2 separate regions of the Mus musculus genome follow, and region 1 is linked to region 2. Evidence: chromatin contacts called from public Hi-C data. All regions are on one chromosome and are shown on one strand. The core of a region is the stretch at or near the end of the contact, and the rest is flanking DNA. Distances in the headings are between cores, read along the strand shown. Region 1 holds the start of Itpkc (inositol 1,4,5-trisphosphate 3-kinase C). Region 2 holds the start of Zfp235 (zinc finger protein 235).

The links. A called contact is a pair of places that touch in the nucleus more often than the background predicts.
Region 1: a Hi-C map of B cells shows a contact between it and region 2, with 6 read pairs. The contact joins the promoter of Itpkc here to the promoter of Zfp235 in region 2. A contact is called at or near these places in 2 of 484 Hi-C or Micro-C datasets (B cells and CD4 T cells).

The regions. Positions count from the first base shown.
Region 1 is chr7:27,227,308-27,230,928 of GRCm38.p6, reverse strand. It overlaps Itpkc (inositol 1,4,5-trisphosphate 3-kinase C), which reads left to right and starts at 2,312. Exons shown (of 7, transcript NM_181593.3): 1 at 2,312-3,578. The coding sequence starts at 2,442. It also overlaps a transcript of Coq8b not described here.
Region 2 is chr7:24,129,935-24,133,923 of GRCm38.p6, reverse strand. Zfp235 (zinc finger protein 235) reads right to left here and starts at 1,552. Exons shown (of 5, transcript NM_019941.3): 1 at 701-1,552.

The sequences.
Region 1 (3,621 bases), core at 1,063-3,562, 3.1 Mb before region 2:
AGTAATTAAAGAACCAACCAACCTTGAGGTAATGATCTAGTGTCAGAGCCTAGAACATAAGTCCTCTAGACATGAAATCATCTTCATTTATTTATTTAAAAATCTAAGACCCTGCCAGGCATGGTGGCGCACGCCTTTAATCCCAGCACTCGGGAGGCAGAGGCAGGCGGATTTCTGAGTTTGAGGCCAGCCTGGTCTACAAAGTGAGCTCCAGGACAGCCAGGGCTATACAGAGAAACCCTGTCTCGAAAAAACAAAAAAACAAAAACAAACAAACAAACAAAAATCCAAGACCCTGGGCTAGAGAGATGGCTCAGAGGTTAAGCACACTGACTGCTCTTCCAGAGACCATCCCCAATGAGATCTGATGCCCTCTTCTGGTGTGTCTGAAGTCAGCTACACTGTACTTATGTATAATAATAAATAATTTTTTTAAACCCAAGACCTTGTGCCCATGTAAAACCCAGGCTCTTGTTTTTTGAGATTGGCTCTTATCATGTAGGCCAGGTTGGTGTTGGGCTAGTGAAACATAAGAATGTCTTGTGTCTGCCTCCTGTGTAATATGATTATATGAGTGTGCCATCACCCATGGTTTAGACATGAGATTTCTTCATTGTTTTAAACATTGAAATTCTTTTCTTTAAGATTTATTTATTATGTGTGTACATTATAGCTGTCTTCAGACACACACCAGAAGAGGGCATCCGGTTTCATCACAGATGGTTGTGAGCCACCATGTGGTTGCTGGGAATTGAACTCAGGACCCCTGGAAGAGCAGTCAGTGCTCTTAACCACTGAGTCATCTCTCCAGCCCTGGAATTCTTTCCTAAAAAGGTCTTACCTATGTACTTTATTATTCGAGGCAGGGTTTCTATATGTAGCTCTGGCTGACCTGGAACTAGCATAAATTCACAGAGATCTGTCTGCCTCTGTCCTGAGTACTGGGGATTAAAGGTGTGTGCCACCCTGCCAGCCTTAAAAAGATTTAATTTTATGTGTGCGGGTAATTTTGCCTGCAAATGTCTGTGCATGCTATGCATGCCCTGAAGAAACCACAAGAGGGTGTTCAATGCCCTAGAATTGTGGTTAGAGATGATTGTGAACCCCCATTCAGGGTGCTAGAAACCAAACTCCCAATTCTTCAAGAGAGCGACTAATGGCTCTTAACTACAGATCCATCTCTCCAGCCCTGAGACTGTTTTTGTTGTTTTTCTTTTTCTTTCTTCCTTCCTTCCTCTCTCTCTCTCTTTCTCTCTCTCCCCTGTTGTTGTTGGTTTGTTTGTTTTTCAAGACAGGGTTTCTCAGTATAGCCCCTGGCTGTCCTGGAACTCACTCTGTAGACCAGGCTGGCCTCAAACTCAGAAATCCGCCTGCCTCTGCCTCCCAAGAGCTGGGATTAAAGGCGTGCGCCACCACCGCCCGGGTTTTGTTGTTTTTCAAGACATGGTTTCTGTGTAATAGCCCTGGCTGTCCTAGAACTCACTTTGTAGATCAGGCTGGCCTTGAACTCAGAAATCTGCCTGCCTTTGACTCCTTAGTACAGTAATTAACGGTGTAGGGCACATACCCGGCTAGCCCTGGAATTCTTTGAAAACAAACACATATAAATTTATTTATCCACAAATCTCGCACTCTGCAGTCCTGGGCTCGAACTCAGGACATCAGATTTGGCAGACCTGCTGTCATTTCATTCCCCTCCCCTTTTGTGTGTATTGGGGAGGAGTGTTTGAGATGGGGGGTCTATGTGGTCCAGGTTGGCCTAGAACTCACATAGATCCGTTAGCCTCTGCCTCCAGAGTGCGGGTATAAAAAGCTGTACCATCAAGTTGTCTCCTCTGTGTGCGTGTGTGACTACCCCTGACTAGGAACTGGCCATGGAACTAAGGATGACAACCTCTGAACCTCCACTCTCCATTTCCCAAGTGTTGGGATTACAGGTTTGTACCACCATGCATCAGACTTCTCACGGGAGATTTAGTGGAAGGGAAGGCAACTAACTGCTTGAGAATTGACTGCGGAAGCACTGAAACTTACGCCTGTGGGGATGTCTCAAGTCTTTGGAAAGTCCATCTTGTCTCTGAATGTTGAATGAGTGCGTGGTTGAACTTGTTACTGGGGCGGAGTAAGTGATGTAGGGAAAGATCGCGGGGGCGCACGACCTAGACCCTGACCAGAATCAGAAGCCAAGTGCTGGTTCCCTGCGAGACACACGGTGGCATCCGAGGCTCCGCCCCACACTCGTCAACTCGTCACTTCCGGCGAGGGCCGTGTTTTGGGCTTTCCCTGGGAGGTGGAGTATCGGTTAACCCCTGCATATCCGAGCGGCCTGGAGCTCGGCGGGCCGGAACCCACGAGTTGGGGCTCCCCAGCCACACCCCTCGTAGGATTTTAAAGGGGAAGGAGGGGCCGGACGGGCCAAAGCCCGGGCCCTGGGAGCGGGTATGAGGCGCTGCCCGTGCCGGGGGAGCCTGAGCGAGGCGGAGGCCGGCGCACTGCCAGCCGAGGCCCGCATGGGGCTGGAGGCGCTGCGAGGTGGGCGGCGGCGACAGCCTGGACTACAACGACCTGGACCGGGAGCAGGTGGCCCGACGGGACGGCCGGAGGGGGGCGGTCCCCGGGCCTGGATCGAGGAGTCCAGCCTCCACTCCGAGGCGGAGAGGACCGACCTCGAGCCTGCGCCGTGTCCGAACGGTCCACAGGCAGAATCCTGTGGAGATGGACACGCGGAGTGCGAAGCAGCTGGCCTAGTAGTTGCGTCGGAGAAGCCCAGGCAAAATAAGGAGCTAGACGGGTCCAACCTCCAGACACATCCAAGAAGGAACAGCCCCCTGGTTGAGATGGAGATGGCCGGTTCCTGGACAGATGGCTTTCGAACTGATCTTCACAGATCTGACCTCCAGTCTCGGCCAAAGAGAGCCAGCCTCTGTACCCAACCAGGGTTTGATGAGTCCTGGACCGAACTGGACAGATCCGATATGTGGCAGACTCTGCCAGAGAGGGACAACAAGCCCAGGGTTGATAACCTTAGGACCCACCATGGCGTGTCCAAACTCCAAACTCACCCAGTCTGCCTCTCACCAGAATCAAGTGCTGATAACTCCGGCAAAGAATTGTCCGCGGATGCTTCCAGGACTCCACATGACACCGACGGCTTCTGGATAGAGTCCCAAACTGATGACTCTCTCAAAGGACCTAGTACTCAGACAGCCTGCAGACAACCTGGGAGTGATGGTTTTTCCTCAAAAGACACTGAGAGTGCCTTGACTCAACCTGGCACTGATGGCCTCCGGGATGACAGCGTTTTGGGGGAGTCCAATGGAAATGATCCATTAGATTTATCAGAGCCTGGAGAGTTGGTGACTAACCTGTGCTCCCACCTGGAGTGCAGCTCCCTGTGTCCTGTGCCCCGCCTTATCATCACCCCAGAGACTCCTGAACCTGAGGCCCAGCCGGTGGGACCCCAATCCCGGATTGAGGGGGGCACTGGCGGCTTCTCTTCTGCCTCCTCTTTTGATGAATCTGAGGATGACTTGGTAGCCGGGGGCGGAGGTACCAGCGATCCTGAGGACAGAGCTGGAGTGAGTAGGACCCACCACCCCAAATCTCATGTCCTCCCATCCT
Region 2 (3,989 bases), core at 303-2,802:
TTTGTTTTGTTTTGTTTTTTCCCCGAGGCAGTTTCTCTGCGTAGCCCTGGATCTCCTGGAATTCTGTTTGTAGATCAGGCTGGCCTCAAACTGAGAGATCCCTTTGTCTCTCGCTCCCGGGTGCTGGGATAAGAGGTAAGCACCACCATGCCCAGCTGTGGGTCCTTTTTAAGAACACTGAAGTCTCATTTTATATTATATTATAAAAGCTAAAACTTCAACTGCTCAGCTATAGGAGCCTGATTCAGCAGCAGAGGCAGAGTCCCTGAATAGAATCCTCCAGTCACAGGCTGTGGGAGTGATGGTAGAGCACAGGGTGTCTGGGTCACTATTCTACTGCTATGAAGAGACACCATGATCAAAGCTTGTTTCAGAGGCTTAGTCCATTAACATGGCAGAAAGCATGGCTCCCTGCTATTTCCAATCATTCAAATACATAGATGTATGGGGGCCACTGTTAGTCAAACCATCACACTCTGCTACCTGTCTCGATAAGCCTTTGCCCATATCATAATGCCAAATGCGTTCAGCCCAACTTCAAAAGTCCCCACCATCTATTGCAATCCCAATATTTTTTAAAAATCTAAATGTCAAACTTTTATGATACTCATGACAATCTCTTCATTGTAATTCCCTGTAAAATCAAAATCAAAAAGCAGACCACATAATCCAATGTGTTATGGCATAAAATATACTTTACCATTTCTTAATGGGAAGGCAGTATAGTGAGGAAACACTGGACCATAGCAAGACTAAAAACCAAAGGTGGAGGCCAAACTCTGCATCTCCATGCTGATGTCAAAGCACTCTTCAGATGCTTTACTCTTTCGGCTATGTTGGCTGTAACACACTTGTCTCTCTCAGGCTGGTTTCACCTCAGTCTGCAGCTCTCTGCAGCTGGGATCCCATAGTTCTGGCATCTTCAACATCTTGTGGTCTCCGACATAATCCAGGTTCACAGCTTCACTCAATGCCCTCTCTTGGCCACTATGCAGGAACTCTCCTATACTACAACTGCCTTCAGGGCATTTCCTTCATTACTAAGGGAGGCTCAAGAACCCTTTTCTTGTATCCTTGACTCTAAAGCCAGAACCAAGTGTTTCTTGTATCCTTGACTCTAAAGCCAGAACCAAGTGGCCAAAGCTGGCATGTTCTGCTGCTCGATGGTCTGGACCTTGGCCCCATCCGATTCTATGTCCACTATCTTTCTGGAACTGATGGCCTTCCTCGTGCTGAAGCTGGAACTGATGGCCTCCCTCATGCTGAAGCTGTACTGATGGCCTCCCTCATGCTGAAGCTGGAACTGATGGCCTCCCTCATGCTGAAGCTGGAACTGATGGCCTCCCTCATGCTGAAGCTTTTCCTCTTCCTTCTCACAGGCTGGAGGCTTCGCTGGGTGGGGTGTTGCCCTGAGGTCAGCACTCCCTTTATAGCATTCAGAATCAGGCTTTTCCTTAAGCCTTCACGGTGCTTCTTTTCTCCTCACACTCCACACTGCATAGTTCTTTCTGTCTGGCTTGCTCCTCCTCATGCTGGATCTCCATGAGAGCGACTGCTAATAACCACAAGACACAGTCAACACAAGGCTGTCTGGAAATCTCCCCTGCTTATGCCAGTAATACAAAACTCATCAACTTAGCTTCAGGCAGATTTTTAGGATGAGGACAAAAATCACCCACTTTTTTTCCTCAGTATATGACTAGAATGGTTTAGGCCATGTACTGTTTGCCTCTGAAACTTCTTGAGCTGCCCCCCACCCCCAGCTCAAATTGCCCTTGTCTTGCATTCTCCTCCTAGGATGACCCACTAAGCTCTACTAATCAAAAAGCACTTAATAATTTTGTAGTGGAAAGTCCTAAAGTCTTCCATATTCCTTCAACAAACAGCATGGTCAGGCTTGTCACAGCAATACTCCAGTCCCTGGTACCAACTCCTGTCTTGGTCACTGTTCTATTGCTTTGAAGAGATACCACAAGTCCAAGCAACTCTTACCAAAGGAAGCATTTAACTGGGGGCTGGCTTACACTTTCAGAGGTTTAGTCCTTTATCAGAGCAGGAACATGGCAGCAGGCAGGCATGATGCTGAAGAAGTAGCTGAGACTTAGATCCTGATCCATATGCAGAGAGGCAGAGAAAGAGAAATGGACTCACATGTGCTTTTAAAATCTTGATGCTCATACCCAGTGATAGACTTTTTCCAAGAAGGCCACGCCTGCTCACCTTTTAAATCCTTTCAAGGAGTTCCACTCCCTGAAGACTAAGCATTCAAATATATGAGCTATGGGGGCATTCTCAGTCAAACCACAACCTGCCTAGAATCCCCCAGTGAAGGGCTGGGAGCCTGGCTCAGTGGTAGTACTGACACCTGACGTATGTGACTCCTGTATTTGTGCCATAATTACTCTTCTTCTTCCAAACATGCACACACACACACACACACACACACACACACACACACACACACACACTAATTGGAAGCAAAGGGTAAGTAAAACTGGAAAAGCTGTTTTCTTGAGTGCACCAGAAGCTAGGTTTGAGAAACACTGGATTTAACTCATAGCCAATGCTGTGTCCTTGGATATTCACCACCCATACAACCTACAGATACAACAAAAAAAGAAAACCATTTATTGATTCTCACAATAAAAGCAAAGTGCCATATTGAAGCCGGCAAGAAGACTCCATACCAGCTAGCCTGACCTCTTAGTGTGGCAGAAACAAGAGACCCTGCCCGTGGCCTGCAAATGCCTTGGCAGGTACAGGCCCGGGGACCTGAGTTCAATCCTTGAAACACACACAGTGGAAGGAGAGAGCTGACTTTCTGTAATTTACATCTGCCTCTACCACAGGTGCTGCAGCACACTGGTGTACACACACACACACTCACACACACACACACACACACACACACACACAGAGGCATGCAAACACAAATTAATAAATAAATACATAAATAAAGTAAATGACATATTACAGGAAGACGGCTTACTTTGTCTCAGCGAGTTGACAATCCACTTCTGAGCCAACCATGCTGCAGCCACATGTCAGCTTCTTGCTTGGAGGACAGTTCAACTCAGTGCTACTCTCTTGTTCCATCTCCCTCCCTAAAACATAACAAAACCATGTCCATTTACCATGGAGTCTCAGGATCTGCTCTAGCTTGTAGCTCAGGTTATTGACCTAAGTCTAGAATACTGTGTCAGAGACAAGAGTATGGACTGTGTTTACTCCACTGTTATACACCCATTCAATCCTTCTTAAACAGGTTCAGTGTGTGTGTGTGTGTCTGTCTGTCTGTCTATCTGTCTGTGTCTGTGGGTACAGGTGCCCTTGTGGGCTACAAGTGGATGCCAGATCCCCTTGGGCTAAAGTTACCTGTGATTTGTCAACTTGCAGGGAAGAGGGAGCCTCAGCTGAGGAGATGCCTCCATGAGACTGGGCTGTATGCAAGTTTATGAAGCATTTTCATTATTAGTGGTTGATGTGGGAGGGGCCCAACTCACTGTAAACGGTGCCAGCCCTGGGCAAATGGTCCGCAGGTATATAAAAAGGCAAGCTGAGCAGTCAGGACTGGCTTTTGATCCCAGCACTCGGGAGGCAGAGGATGGAGGAATCTGTGAATTTGAGCCCAGACTGGTTTACACAGTGAATTCCAGGACAGCCAGAGCTCTATCTCAACAAACAAACAAACAAACAAACAAACAAACAAACACCTAGCAATCCATGGACAGCAGCAAGCCTGTTGGCAGTGTTCCCCCATGGTTCCTACTCAGGCTTCCTTCAGAGATTGACTATGATTGGCAGGTCCAGCCCAAGATGGTTTTGTTCAGTGATTATCACAGTAACAGAAACCAAACCAGAACTGGAAGTTCTCTCCTCCATTTGGAAATGTGTCCAATAAACATCAAATTTAATGAGTCCAGTCATCCCTGATCTCAAGTTTTCCTCAGTAGCAAGGAGCCTGTGAGTTGTTTGTGTGGGGGTTTCTA